Linked DNA regions of Bombyx mori: region 2 is linked to region 1. A link is a contact called in public Hi-C data. All regions are on one chromosome and are shown on one strand. Each heading gives the region's core, a stretch centred on a gene start, on an enhancer-like site or on the middle of the called end of the contact. The rest is flanking DNA. Distances are from core to core; before and after follow the strand shown.

What was found. Hi-C and Micro-C count contacts between places; a contact is called where the count stands out from the background.
Region 2: a contact with region 1 is called in a Hi-C map of midgut, with 1.5 times the contacts expected there. The contact joins the promoter of LOC101738787 here to the enhancer-like site in region 1. A contact is called at or near these places in 3 of 7 Hi-C or Micro-C datasets (midgut and whole pupa).

Annotation. Positions count from the first base shown.
Region 1 is chr27:3,396,246-3,399,872 of ASM3026992v2, reverse strand. No RefSeq gene overlaps it. Among protein-coding and RNA genes, the nearest start is that of LOC134201532, 28 kb to the left of the region's middle. Within about 2 kb of position 1,677, at least 5 of the 8 cell types and tissues checked have open chromatin away from gene starts, as enhancers often do.
Region 2 is chr27:3,439,119-3,442,745 of ASM3026992v2, reverse strand. LOC101738787 (nuclear factor interleukin-3-regulated protein) reads right to left here and starts at 1,668. Exons shown (of 2, transcript XM_004923553.4): 1 at 1-1,668.

The sequences.
Region 1 (3,627 bases), core at 428-2,927:
TTGCCAAGTCATTGTCGAAAGTTTTTTTAATTATAATGTCATTCTTCTCCTAACGCTCCTTTTGCTTAGTGTCTTGCGTTGGATTATCAAAATCAGCAACACTCACATTGTGACATGAGTCTCAATTAGATTGTATGATGGCTCTCGCACTCCTCAGATCGGGAGACACGACTGCTTCGCCGCAGATCCAGGCGAGATGTTGGTACCGATTTGTATAGGTTAACAATCCGCTCTACAATTTTATTTTGACATTAACAAGTTCTAGATCGAAGTGACCTTACGATTTCATTGCGTCGTGGCGATAACAGAAGATTTAGTATGGTAAAAACAGAGAGAGTATACTTTATTGCACACTATAACATATTTAACATTGAAGTTAAAAGGCATTTATAATTTATACAATAGGTTGTAGATAGCTTGTCTTCTGGCAAACGATAATTGACCAGGTTTTCACAGTATGCAGCGGCCTAGTTACGGGTGGGATGGCGAAATGAAATATTATTATTATTTTTTATTGCTTAGATGGGTGGACGAGCTCACAGCCCACCTGGTGTTAAGTGGTTACTGGAGCCCATGGATATCTACAACGTAAATGCGCCACCCACCTTGAGATATAAGTTCTAAGATCTCAGTATAGTTACAACGGCTGCTCTACCCTTCAAACCGAAACGCATTACTGCTTCACGGCGGAAATAGGCGGGGTGGTGGTACCTACCCGCGCGGACTCACAAGAGGTCCTACCACCAGTAAAGGTAAATATTTAGTGTTGTGGTGTGATAAATAGCTTCAAATGAAAACGCTTAATATCATTTTTAAAACCTGGCAACGAGGCTGGTATTAATAGTTTTCGTTCGAAAATATTTAAGATAAATGAATATAAAGCAAAATAAATAGTAACGCGTATGTTCCGATTTTTTGTTCTCACAATAGCTCTTGAAGCAATAGCTAAAATGTCATGGATATTTTTTTATTGATTTAGAAAGTAAACGACTATACCTTGTATCGTTTGATAAGTGGAATCCGTCGCCCATTGACATCAGGAATGTCAATGATAAAAGTTATACGAAATTCTAAAATAGTTTTTCTCATTAAACAAAATTGCTTTTTCGAAAAAAGTGGGTCCAGTTTAATAGCTTTAAATAAACAAAGATAATAATAATAATAATAATTCATTTATTTGTATAGAATGCAGGTACAAGTATGGTCTTAGTAAAAAATATATTCAATCCCACTACATTCTGCCTGTTGGCATACAAATTTGAAGGTGAAACTTACAGCTAATTTAAACTAGGTATTAAGATAAATTTAAGAATTAGATCACAAAAAGTTTATTATAAAAATTGAAATCTTAATAAGGAGAGTGTTATAATTCATTATTAAAAGTTTCGCGTCATCTTCCCTTTCCCAGGTCCATTTTCCCCGACCTCTGATAGACATCGGACGCTTGGACGCAAAGGAGGCTGCTAGTGTGGTTTCACTGCCAATGGAATCCCGTCATTACACCCATATAAATAAATAACCAACGCTACATTTCCCATTAAGTCATGTAACCATAATAAACGCTTCCCTGATTTGTTATGTAAATATTCCTGCTAGTAAACATAGTCTAGTCATATTGCATCTACATACGAGGATCGCGTGCATCGACACGTGCTCCGTGCACATAGTCGACGCATGTGTGCGATAATAGTGAACTTGTGGCGAACTTGGCATGGATGCAATTTTGCGATTCGGCAATACGAGCCATCATCGACAGCGTCAGTTTCTCTCTCTAAAATCCGGCAGAACAACACTATTTATCGATAATAGTTTTGTTTAAATAAATAGAGTATTGAGTTCTAAGTTTTTTTTATTTTTTTTTATTGCCCCTGTATGCCTGTATTGGTTTTAGAGCTAGATACTTGCTTCATAGAAACCGTGAACCGTGGAGTTATTTATTTTTAAAGACCCTTATTGTCACAACTCTATTGAGGTGGGACAGATTACTTCACAAGATTACAGGAACGTGGACACAGACTACGATACGATGTGTTACTATCTTTTTTTTTATTGTCCATGTAAGCAGACTCGAGCATACGGCCCACCTGATGGCGAGTGGTTACCGTCGCCCATGGACTTCAGCAATTCCAGGGGCAGAGACAAGCCGCTGCCTACCGTAAGTATATCTAAGTAAGTGCATCTGATCATAGATAATTTAATTAAATGGTAGGTCTTCAGCTGCAGGATCAAAAGTTTCATTGTCCATTTTCAGAGCTCTCGTTATAAATTGTAAACTTTCCACGTAATCGGAATGCAGTAAACATAATGTTGACACGAATGCAAATGCACAATCGTGAACTTGAATTACATAATTATAGACACTAGTGGTCGCCCGGTAGTCGAAATTCGACCATAATTAATTGAAATTATAAGTTTGTACACTATTAAGATTCTATTTTCAAACACTATTATACTTCTATAATCACAAATTTCGCCAAGACTACACTATAAAAAATATTAACAAAGACAAACAATATTTAATCTCAATTTGACAACAGGCGTCAAGAACAAAAGTTTGGCAATAAATAGTATGAATGCGTGTGTGCGTCAAATACATGGTGGTGTGTGTAATGTTTTCTTTATTGATTTAATGTATTATTAATGCATAATTTAACAAAAAATATTAGCATTGTGCACTTCTTCTCTATATTCTTTATAAGTGTGGAAAATTTCATACTCCTCCGTCCGCGCAATTTTCGTAAAAAGGGATACAAAGTTTTTGCTTCACGTATTAATAATTATATAAATATGTCTTGGCGAGTGCTAATACACTCGTACATATGTTCATATTGCATCTGTCACCACGTTATTTTCAAAGCCGCGATAGTGTAATCTCACTAGTGATATTGTAATTGGATTTTTTTTTTATTTATCGTTCATAATATCTCAAACATTGTAAACTATCAATTGTCCAGTTATTCATTACAAAAGTACCACAGCCCTGAGAAGGTCTGTTGAATTCAAAGTCAACTAGTTCGCTTAGTTTTAGTGATGTGACATCTTAGTACACTTTAACTTGTTTTTTGTCTAACGCGATGATGTAACGACACTAGTAAAATTTGAATATCATGGTTTCGATAATAACCCTGCGATACATATAAAGATATGGGCTGACTTATATAAGCAATGATAACATCATTTGTTTACGTTTTGTAAATATTTATGTCTTCATAAATAATTAGATTATAAATAGATGTAGTGCCCGCGTTTGTAAAAGTAAATTAGTCTACCGCCATCGCTACGATGAGTCCCACGTTGATGCTCACGGAAATCAGCAATACCGGTAGCAAGTCAGCCCCTACCATTGAGAACTACATAATAATTTTTACTGGTGGTAGGATCTCTTGTGAGTCCGCACGGGTAGGTACCACCGCCCCGCCTAATTCTGCCGTGAAGCAGTAATGCGTTTCGGTTTGTAGGGTGGGGCAGCCGTTGTAACTATACTGAGATCTTAGACCTTATATCTCAAGGTGTGTGGTGCATTTACGTTGTAGATGTATATGGGCTCCAGTAACCATTTAACACCAAGTGGGCTGTGAGTTCGTCCACCCATCTAAGCAATAAAAAAAAAAAGGAAAAAAAAGAATT
Region 2 (3,627 bases), core at 419-2,918, 43 kb before region 1:
ATTCATTTGTTTATTTAGGAAACGAAGAGTATATTTATATAACATATCAAAATAGTGTATTTAAGATAGGTAAACAAAAATCAAACAAGTTTTCACCAATAACACAACTAATGAGTAGATAGTGAATACGGAAAACTAAAATAATTTGAAATTCACAAAATGGTACTATGGTAAGGAAAATAAATAAATAAAAATACTCTTACCTACTTTTTTTCCGCAGGGCTCATATTTCCAAAGCGAATACCCCTAAGATTGGTTCCTTGTTTTTTTTGGTTAAGACATGGTAACCGAAAACCTAAGCTATTTAGCTATCTTAATAATATTATATGCTATGTATCTTCTAATATCTAATACTATAAAAGGAGCGCGCGGTTTTATTGAAACCTAAGTTATGTTATGACACGAATCAATTTGTTTCGCCCAGTGAAAACCACACCGATTTTATTTTTAACTCTTTATTCGCGGAGTAGGTAATGTTCCGTAAATATTCCGCGAATACAGAAACTGTGAATATATTATGGTAATTTACATATATAATTTACATTTTGAAGTCGTCGTGGCCTAAAGGATAAGACGTCCGGTGCATTCGTGTTGAGCGATGCACCGGTGTTTGAATCTCAGACGGGTACCAATTTTTCTAATGAAATACGTACTCAACAAATGTTCACGATTGACTTCCACGGTGAAGGAATAACATCGTGTAATAAAAATGAAACCCGCAAAATTATAATTTGCGTAATTACTGGTGGTAGGACCTCTTGTGAGTCCGCACGGGTAGGTACCACCGCCCCGCTTATTTCTGCCGTGAAGCAGTAATGCGTAAATTACTAAGATTTTAGAACTTATATCTCAAGGTGGGTGGCGCATTTACGTTGTGGATGTCTATGGGCTCCAGTAACCACTTAACACCAGGTGGGCTGTGAGCTCGTCCACCCAACGAAGCAATAAAAAAAAAATTATAGGTATTACTACGGTTAACCCTTTTTATATTAAATGTAAACTGGATTTTACTGCTGTTATATTATTAGTTTTATTACACATGTATTGATCGTAATATAAATGGAAGGCAGACTTTCTGAGAACGATCGTACTGAGTTTTGTTTTATTGTATCAATTTATTATTGCTTCGGATTTAAGTGTGCAATAATGGCGCACAATTAAACCCGACTGAAGCATTTGCTTACAATACAGATAAAATTTAAAAAAATCCATGGAACTTTTTAGATTTATTTGCTCTTAAAAAAAAAAAGACGGAAAATCGTTCTTGTATAAGAGTCGGGGACGTAATATGCAGACTACATTTAAAACAAAAACATAAAAACTTGTTTTCGTCCGTAGTTTTCCTCGAAATAAATGTAGCAAGAATTGTAAATAGCGTCACGTGCAAAAATCTAGGTACACGGCCCAAGGTCATGCTCGTTTAGTGTTTAAAGCAGTTAGCACGAAAAAAGATAGGGCTCAGGCGGAAAAGAATAGATAAAACCCGGAAAACGTTATGTATTCACATTCATGAATTGAAAGAATGATTTCAAAGGATGCGTTTTCTATTAAATAGTCCGATAATTTTTTTTAATAAAATCTCCTTTGGAACGCACTCCTTCGAAATTGGATATCAGTTTTATATCGTTACAGATCCACCGAAACCTTTTCTTCTAAATAAAAAGAAAAAAAAATTGCTTATGTCAAACTTCTTTTTTCCCGCGCTAGGTACCACCACCCTGCCTATTTCTACCGTCAAGCAGTAATACGTTTCGGTTTGAAGGGTGGAGCAGCCGTTGTAACTATACTGAGATTTTAGAACTTATATCTCAAGGTGGGTGGCGCATTTACGTTGTAGATGTCCATGGGTTCCAGTAACCATTTAACACCAGGTGGGCTGTGAGCTCGTCCACCCAACTAAGCAATAAAAAAAGGACCGATGGTAATTTTTTTTTTAATTTTCCTCTAATATCCTGAGCGGTATCAACAGGATTTCGGTTCGCTGTAAAAGAGCGTTTCTTTTTAGTTTTTTATCATTTTACTTATTGATATTTTTACGCTATATATATTATTCAAATGACATCATTGCTTTGATTATTGTTTTTGAATACGCATACACGTGTGTTATGAATAATAATATGATAAAAGCTTACACAAAACAAGAGTTGGGAAATTACGATTAATATTATGAACAAAATAAAAACATCACAGACACATTAAGATAAACGGTTTAAAAAACATATATTTTAACCGAGAAGATTAGTGTGTAAGCTGGAACTATGTGAACGAAGCACCGGGATATATTCAATGAATTATTTATTTATTATTTATGACATAATATTGAATGTATTATTGAACGTTTTGTGGGCAATAGAGGACAATAGTACGATCATAAATAAATATTAGCTAACGTTTTTATGTCATCGAATTTATTTTAGTTATACTACTGAATTCGAACGTGCGAGAATCATATATGTATTTGTTAAACTAGCGACCCGCCCTCGCTTCGCTTCGGATTATGCCCTTTTTTTTTCGGCCCGTGGGCGCGCGGTATATGTGGGACTTGACGATCTGCAAGATGCTGGGAGCAGACCGCGAGCCCAAGGAATTTTAGGGCCCTACAGTTATGATGCCCTGCCATTGCCAAAATTCAGGGTAGATGGAAACCATTTTCAACTGGAGCAACCATAGTCTACCATCAGCCAATGGTGTAACGCGGCGCCATCAAGGCGGGCTCTCGGCCCGCTGAACGAGGGAACCGGTGGTCGTGTCGCTGGCGGTCGCCGGTCCGGCGTCCGTGGGACGGTGGGATGGATGTAACGTGCTCTGCGTCGACTCTGTCCGCCGTCTCACTAGCCCCGACTGAGCTCCGGCCCGGTCCGAGGTAGGGCGCCGGTTGTGAGTGGCAGGAGTTTTTAGTGAGGTTCAACTCCCACATACCCCACCTGCCGCGCGGGTGGGGATCCGGCGATTTTCTCCTGTGGAAAAAAGAAAAAAAAAACCATCATCCAATAAAACACTTAAATTGATAATATTAGTTACGAATATTTTACAGTTTCCATGGTCGTGGATGGCCGTAATAAGCTGGACAGTTCTGATAATATCTATGAGTTCCGGTAAACACTTAACATCGGGTGGAACATGAGGTCGTTCACCCCTAAAAGTAATCTATGAAGCTTTTACGTAAATATTATAATTTGTCGATCGTCATGACAAAGGAAACATGATCCTGAATCTAAAGTAATCTATATTCGGAGTTGATGAATGAAATACTGAAATTGACATCCTGTGCACGAAAAACATTGGCAACGTATACCTACTGCGAGAAAAAAGAAAACAGAAATCTATACTAATCTTATATATAAAATTCTCGTGTCACAATGTTAGTTACCATACTCCTCTGAAACGGTTTGATCGAGTTTTAAGAAATTTTATATGTATGTTCAGTAGGTCTGAGAATCAGCTACTATCTATTTTTCATACCCCTAAGTGATAAGGGTTGTCCACCCCTGACGTTTATTTTTAATTTTTTGGACATATTTTTTTTGTTATAATGAGGCATTATGTGATTGAATGAGGTTTTTTTTTCTACACTAGAAATTCCCTAGAAATCTTATATATGGCAAAACAACGTTTGCCGGGTCAGCT